2 separate regions of the Mus musculus genome follow, and region 2 is linked to region 1. Evidence: chromatin contacts called from public promoter capture Hi-C data. All regions are on one chromosome and are shown on one strand. The core of a region is the stretch at or near the end of the contact, and the rest is flanking DNA. Distances in the headings are between cores, read along the strand shown.

The links. Promoter capture Hi-C pulls out the DNA fragments that hold promoters and counts their contacts.
Region 2: a promoter capture Hi-C map of embryonic stem cells shows a contact between it and region 1, with 3 times the contacts expected there. The contact joins the promoter of 4930517M08Rik here to the promoter of Cldn20 in region 1. A contact is called at or near these places in 2 of 39 promoter capture datasets (embryonic stem cells and hippocampal neurons).

Annotation. Positions count from the first base shown.
Region 1 is chr17:3,530,129-3,534,081 of GRCm38.p6, reverse strand. Cldn20 (claudin 20) reads right to left here and starts at 1,528. Exons shown (of 1, transcript NM_001101560.1): 1 at 869-1,528. The coding sequence starts at 1,528. The coding sequence ends at 869. The region is part of intron 5 of Tfb1m (transcription factor B1, mitochondrial); the gene reads left to right.
Region 2 is chr17:4,633,255-4,637,363 of GRCm38.p6, reverse strand. 4930517M08Rik (RIKEN cDNA 4930517M08 gene) reads right to left here and starts at 2,384. Exons shown (of 3, transcript NR_130984.1): 1 at 2,247-2,384; 2 at 1,423-1,519; 3 at 1-626. It overlaps Gm34259 (a long non-coding RNA gene), which reads right to left. Exons shown (of 3, transcript XR_876346.1): 3 at 3,844-3,901.

The DNA.
Region 1 (3,953 bases), core at 279-2,778:
GGAGTATGTGTGTAAGCCCAGCACACAGGAGGGAGGCATGTGGCTTATCCGGTAAGACCCAGTCTCAAACACAAGGGACTTACTCAAATAGTGACAAATGTGAGCCATTGGGATGGGATGAATCCAAAGAGTTGGGGAAATGAATGTAATCGTTTTCTGGATGCAGAAGAGGGGTCAGTGCTCAGGTAATTTGAAGCAAGCAGGGCTCTTATTACTCAGCTGGTACTTTAAAAGTGCTATATTTTAGTTTGTGTTTATATTGGATTTTTTGTGCTGCAGTAGCATCTACCAGTTTATTAATTCAATCTAATCTTAATTTGCATATATTATAACACATGAAAATTTGGAATGGAAGTTGGGTCTATGGCTGGATGGCTTGGGTGATATCTGCATGAGTTCTGTTTCTCTTTCCTGGGGTCTCCTCACATCCTGTGGCTTTAAAACAGCAGAATATTCAGACATTGCCCACTAGGGGGCAAAAGTAGGCGATATTCCTGATCAGCACTAAAGGATGTTGATCAAGAACATTTTTATACTTTGCAATTAAAAAAAAGTAATGTAAAAGATATATTAAAAAGTTATCTTTAAAAGTAAACTAATACTGTCATCCATCACTTTATTAGTCTAGTCAGGCCCTCTTTCAGTTACATACTTTAAATAAAACATGAATGCAATAATGGGAAAATAAACGCAAGACAGTAGATATAATTGTATGTGATCGTTTGTTGGCATTTTAAAGTACCTCACAATTTTTTAATATTTTATATTCTCTTAAAGGAAATTAAGCATACATGTGGTTTTTCTCTTCATTCTAATACATTTTGAGCAGGCTCTCAGAGGCCTCACTACCTGTTCATCCCACAGCTCTTTACATGTAATCCTTCAAGTTATGTGCTCGCCTGTTCTTTGGCTGCCAGGTAGTGGAAAGTTTCTGCTTGGGAGGGTAGATCCATGGTTCTTGGTTCTTCTGTATATAAGAAGTGCAGAAAATAACACCAGAGATAAGTAGTAGCATCGCCGAAATAAACCCAATGTACAGGGCTCCTCCAGGTTCATATTTGTGGCTTTCCGGAATGGTCAGATCCAGAAAGTTCGCTATGATCTCCTTGGTGTACCACACTGTTGGGATTAAACCAGAGATCCCTGCAGTGATGAAGCAGACTCCTCCAGCAAAGGAAATTTTACTCTTGGTGTGTGTGTCTCCTCCTAAGTGAGTGCAGTTCATTCCTGCTATCGAAGTACAAATCCCCCAAGCAGACAGAACACAGGCCAGGACCATGGTGGCCCTCGCAGTCTGCACATGGACGGGGAGCGACAGAATGGAGTATTTTAGAGTGCAGCTAAACATCCCAGTGCTGTACCACGTGCAGTCCACCCACAACCCCTGCACCTGGACAACAGCAGTTACAATGTTGGGTCCTGCGTATGCATTAACCTTCCAGTTTGGCAGCAGAGTGGCAGCGAGTACTCCAGACACCCCAGACACGGCCAGGATGAAAGCAAGGAGCTGGAGACCTGCCGAGGCCATGATGTTACTCTTCTGTTCTCCTAGAAGATCTCAGTGGGTAATTGTGGTGTGTGGTCAGATCTGTAGCTATTTCTGTGCAGCTGAGACCCACATAACAAAAGCTATGGAGAGAAGCAAAATTAGGATTGGGGGTGAAGGAAGAATAAGAAAACAAAAAGACTTCACAGGGGAGCCAGGGCACACTGACTAGCATCCTTGCTGCCTGCATGCACAGACATGCACAGAGTGGGAGAGGAGGCTGCGGGCTCATGGTGGACTTGGGGGCTAGCAATCTGCTGAGGGAGCATCACAAGCAGTGCTTGGTTTGTGGTGTGAGTAGAGTCATCCACGGAAGACCCTAAGTGCGCTGAAAATGTCTGCCAAGTAGACATACTCAGGTTAGACACTTCAGATTGCAGCTGTAAACTCTGATGGAGAATTTTGTTAGCATTGTAAACCACATTAAATAGTTTTAAATCATAAGGAACAACCTCAAATCTACCTCCTCCAAATAATTTATAAATATTAGCAAAGGTAACTGAAAAAAGGTTTGAATTAAATCTTTATTCAGCACATACCATGTGTGAGGCTTAAGGAAAATAGAAGGAATTCAAGTTCAGCACAGCCCTTCTGTGGGTTAGCTAGCATTTGTTCCTGGTACTAGCTTACAAAAATGTAAGATCCTTTTTCCTTACCAGTCGAATGCTTCCCAGTCACAATCCAGGGCAAGTGTTCAGAATTACAACTCTAATTCCCTGAATGACTCAGAAACAGGGCCAGAAATAGCCACATTGTTGCCATAGGGAAAATCATAAGATCCCCCTGCCCCTTGTTTTACTTTGTAGCTGGCTTTTAAAAGGCAAAAGTACTTCCTAATCTCCATCTTCACATTCCTGGTCCACCATTGTGCACTCCATCTGATAGTATTTACTACTCTCTCTGGACTGCTGCAACACTGGTGTTTTATAAACTGCTGTGACTGTTGTGATTCTTACACACACTTCAACCCAAAGAGCCTGGAGGTGAATCTTGGTTTATGTCATGTCTCTGGACTTGAGCATCCGTCCAGAAAGTGAGACGTTTGGATTTTTCTTTTCCTTCCTTGAAGTGAGTGAATTAACGTTTTTAGGATCCCAGAGCTGCAGGAAACCTTAGGAAGTCTAGAGTGTGATTGGTTACATCGGTGGACTCAGGTGGAAGCGCCCACACCACAGTCTTCGCTGCTCGGCTGCCTTGCAGCTCGCTCCTGTCTGCTCCTCCCTCCTCTCTTCCTCTGTCCTGACAGAGGCACCTGCCTGCTCCTTCCCTCTCCAGGAAAGCCAAGGCCTGTGTGGGTAACAGATAGGACAAATGGTTTGGCTTTCCTTCTTGCCAAGAGGCTGGTGTGTGGCTTTTGTTAAATACTTAGAGTAACACTAATCCAGGCCTATGTGGAAGTACAAACCTGCCATAGATAGCTGTGTCTCTTAAGACACCAGGTCTTACGATGCTGGATTGAGTTCTGATTTTTTTGGTTTTTTGTTTTTTTGGTTTTTTTTGTTTGTTTGTTTTGTTTTTGGTTTTGGTGGTTTTTCGAGACAGGGTTTCTCTGTGTAGCTCTGGCTGTCCTGGAACACAGTTTGTAGACCAGGCTGGCCTCAAACTCAGAAATCTGCCTGCCTCTGCCTCCCAAGTGCTGGGAGTAAAGGCGTGTGCCCCCACGCCCAGCCGAGTTCTGTTTTGTCAGCCCATGATTTTAAGGAATTACATTCTTGAGTCAGCCGTGTACCAGCTTGATGATCTTGGGACTTAATCTGCAGGGGGCGAGCAGTTTAGTTCTTTTGTTCCCCAGATGTCCCAGCTATAACCAAAACAGAAGGAAAGTTAAGAGCCTGCAGGGAGGAGCAAGCTCGTGTATCTACAGTTCTTACCAGCTCTTGTGAGTTCAGGCGTCAGTCTGTGAAACTGCCTCACAGACTTATTTCCAGCCCAGGAGGCTCCAGTAGTTGGGATCAGTGTCAACACTGCCTGAAGATCATCTTGCTGTTTGCCTGATGGAATAACTTACATGTTGATCTATCTATATCCACCTTTACTATTAGAACTCTCTTTCAATCAAACAATACATTTCCTAAATGTATAAGTACATTTTGGTGTCGTAGAGATCAGTAAGAAGTCAGTTGTCAAAATTAGCAAGTCCGGGCAGCAATTAATTGCAGTCAGGCAAAAGCAAGTAAATATTAAGACATTGCATCTCTAGTTAGCACAGGACTTGGTTCGTGCACAGGGTGTCTGGACTTCACATCCTTCTTGTGCATAGAGAATTATGAAAGAAAGAAAGAAAGAAAGTTGTGTAAAAAGGTTGAGGCTCACGTCCTGCTGCAGGTGCACAGGTGCCCTGCACCCTGTAGCATTGAGGCTTTCCTCACCAGCCACCTGTGCCCTCATGTCACTCTGCTGGGGGACA
Region 2 (4,109 bases), core at 1,135-3,634, 1.1 Mb before region 1:
GTTCCCAGGTCTGAATTATAAGCATGCTGCCACATAGGGATTTTTATGTGGGCTCTGGGAGTTCAAGTCAGATTCTTGTAGTTTACCAGCTGAGCTCTTTCCCCATATCACAATGGCACACTGGGTCTTAGTAATGCATTGTCAATAGAGTTGGCCCCGATTCCTAAGTGCAAAGCCTTTGTCTGATCTCTTTGAAGTGACACTTGGCATACAGGCAGGGCATTGGTGGGGTGGCTGCCTTGTTTAAGAGCTCCTTTCTCCTGCTTTCCTTTTCCCAAGCTCAGCTGTTTGCTGGGGCTGGGAGTCGGGGTGCTGTTCTCTTGTGGATAACAGCCAGCCAGGTTGGCTCTGCTGCAGCAGCCGGCAGGCCTTTCCTTAGGTCTGACAATCAGCTAGAGATGAAAGCGGCTCTTCCTTTGAAAGTGGTGTCAATGGGCAGGCTTTCTGAGCCGGAGTGCACTTTGCAGAGGTGCCCTGCATCTGCCCATGGCTGTGACTTTGAAATGAGACATACTTTAACCTTGAAAGTTGAAGATATGGAGGGGGCAGGGTGCTGAACAGACTACCAGATGCTGTGGGGTTGTTTCCTGGCCAAGCTCTGTATTTATCTCATCTGCTTGTGGGCCCTAGAAATCAGAGTAGAGAGTGAAGTAGAACTGGAGGTAGCTGTGTTTCAAAAATGTCAACAGAAAGCTTATTTCTCTGTCCATATTCAATTTGAATTGGCATATGGGCATCAGGTACAGTATTTGCTATTTCTTCTCTGTCTCTCACCTTGCCTTCTTCCTTCCCTTCCCTCTTCCCTCTTGTCTTCCTTTCCTCTCTTCTTTTCTTTATTCTCCCTCCCTCCCTCCCTCCCTCCCTCCCTCCCTCCCTCCCTCCCTCCCTCCCTCCCTTCCTTCCTCTTTCTCCCCATACCCCACTCTACCCTTTCTCCTAAACCCTCACCCTTCCCTCTTTCAGGATCTCACTGAACAGCTCCGCTGGCCTAGAACTTGCTGTGTAGGCCTGTCTGGCTTTGAACTCTTAACTTTCCTGCCTCTGCCTCCCAAGTGCTGAGCTCACAGGCACTCGCCACCATGCCTGGTTTGGGAGCTTCTTTCTGAGAGAAGACTCCCTGCTAAATGAATATGACCTCAGACTTGTGGTGGGACATTTCTGATCATAAGGAAGATATGCGGAAAGCAGGTGCTAGGTTTGGGGACCTTCCCTGGAGATAATGGATTTATTATGTTATAAAGTGCTGGGTGTGGTGGCGCATGCCTTTAATCCCTGCACTTGGGAGGCAGAGGCAGGCAGATCTCTGAGTTCGAGGCCAGCCTGGTCTACAGAGTGAGTTCCAGGACAGCCAAGGCTACACAGAGAAACCCTGTCTCGGAAAAAAGAAAAAAAAAAAAAACCCAATAAAGTGCTTTCCCTTACTGGCCTGGTTTCCATTTAGTTTTCCATATTTCCTTCTGTGTTGAAATGTGAAGGATGGAGTGACGGGCCTGTGTTTTTCCTCTTCCACTCTGCCTGCCTTCTAGAACACAGAATGTAAATAGTTTTGTTGTTTGGACAAGTATTAAGACTTAGTAAATATTTTATCAATACCATATACGCTCACTGGGGATGGATGGTAAACAGATCTGTCTGGGCCCACAGAAGACAAGGTGCCAATTCTTGACTCTGGAAGCAGATGCTTCCGTCTGCCCAAGGTTGCCACCTGCCTTATTTCTGGGAGCTTCTTTCTGGGAGTCACCTCTCTTCTACTATTGGAATAGGAATTGTATCTGTGCTCTGCCTCAGATGAGGTGACAAGCTTCCTAGGTGACTAGGCCAAGGTGACTTAAAGCTTGAGTTAAGGTCAGAGGTCCTATGTTAGAAATAGCAGTTATTTTGGTGCCACTTGGTAAACAGTGTTGATAGCAGCCTATCTTCTACCTGATACTAACCTACAGGGTGTTCAAACAAATGGCCTCTTTGCGATTCTCATCAAAATCATTCTAAAAACAAGTTGCCAGAGTACTCGAATTTCAGAACAAAGGTTATAAAAGATACCTTAATCTTTTCTAAATAATTTACTGTGGCCCTTCTGCTTGCCATTCAGTCTCCTGGCTATATTCCAGGGTGCTAACCTAGGGCTTGGATCTTTACATTTTAAATTACTTCATTTACCTGCCACAGGTGAATCCCTGCCCCCTCCACCTTCTACCCTCTTGTTATTCCCCCACTTCTGTCCTCTCTCCTCTTCTTTCCCTCCCTACCTTTTCAGGCAAAGTCTTGCTTAGTAGTTCAGACTGGCCTTGAACTCAGATCCTCTGGAGCACTGGAATTACAGGGTGCATGCTCATGCCTAGCACAGTTCTGGTTTTGTTTTTTTCTCTGAAAATGTTTCTTAGGCCCTTGCCATATTTGAGGCAGTGAGGTCACAAGGATGATGACCTCTAGATGACCTCTGCCCTCAGGCAGTCCTGTCACTATGAGGAGCTGACATATTAAGACTCATGTTCATTTCAAAGTTACAGGTGGGACACACAAGTAGTTGGAGGTTTTACATGGAGGGACTTAGGTTCAATCTAAAAGATTCCTGTGTTTTGAATGTGGGCAATATCTTTAATAGTCCCACATGCAATCTTGAGAGGTTCCTTGGACTTGTAAGAGGTGATGTCTAAGAGGTTCTTGTGTCTTACGGATATGACTTCAAAGGCTTGTTATGTGTTCCTGGTAGCCTGCTAACACAGAATCCCTGTCATTATGTCTGGTGACCTCACTGGAGTGGTGTAGTGCTCCATTTTAAATAGAACCTTCTGCATTTTAAGCTGTGGATGTGTTTTCTCTGTCTAGGTTATCCTTGCTCTTGTGATGTGAAAGGAGAGCTGACTAATATAAGAATGAACGAGTGGTTTGTTATAATCTTGATCTTCTCTCTCCCCTCAAAGACTCATGTGTTCAAGGTTTAATCATCTGCCTGTGGCACTATGGTGGGGTTCTAGAAGCTGCAGGAAGTGGGTCCTTAGGAAAGGAAGTGAGGTCAATGGGGACACACCCTTAAAAGGGGGGTACTGACATTGCATGCCTTGCTTTGCTTCTCGGCTGCCTGGAGGTGAGTGCTTTCCTCTGCTGATCCTTTCCCTTCACTGTGGTACAGTGCCTCTTTACAGGTTCCCAAACCACAGGGCCAGGCAACCTTGGACTGAATCCCCTGAAATCAGTGGGTCAAACAGGTCTTTGCTCTTTTGAGTGATTTAGCTCAGGAACTAAAGCACAGCAAGGGAGTGCTGACTGGTAGTTGGCCTATGAGTAGCAACAGCAGAGGAGGGAATCCCGGGTTCTAACTAGCATTTGAAAAGGAAAGTGAAAATCACACCTTCTGAAAGTGGCAGGGCTGGAGTGTGGGTGGAGGCGGTAGTCTGTAAGTTCTAGGAGCTGAGACTGGGAATTAGTCGCCTGTCCTCAAAATGCAAATGTGTTCTGTGCCCCTGTGTCCAGCCACCTGCCTGTTTCCATTTCCTTCCTACTGTTATAGCAAGTCCTTCCTCTTTGATTGCCTGTGCATCTAGCTCAACAAATACAACAGAATAATATTCCAAAGAATTATATTCAGGTTCTAAGGGAAGTTTTCTTCTAGAAACTAAGTTTGAAGGCTTCAGGAGTCTGTGTAGACCTCCTAACTTTTGCTCACATTTTGTATGATCAAGTGTGGCAGAAAGGAGACCTAAAAAAAAAAAAAAAAAAAAAAAAAAAAAAAAGAAAAGAAAAGAAGAGAAAAGAAAAGAAAAGAAAAGAAACCAAGACCTGCCTGTAATTATTCTTCTCAGGGTCAACTGGAGATACTTATCGCTCAGGGAGAGCTCATGCTTACAGTGTAGGATGAGGAACCAGTGTTTGAAAGCAGTTGGCGATCTTTCTCTGAAGAGAGCTGTAGGAAGCAAGAACATCTTTGTTTTTCTGGCATTGTGGACAGTGGCAAACCCCTTTGAAATAAACCATATCTACTCCCATCCACAGCCTTCCAACTGCATTATATCTATGTTCCAATTCTTGGATAGCCCCTGTTCACTGTAGGTTTAAGACTTTGATGGCTATCAAAGTATCGGAGAACTGTCATAAAGATACCCAGTATCAAC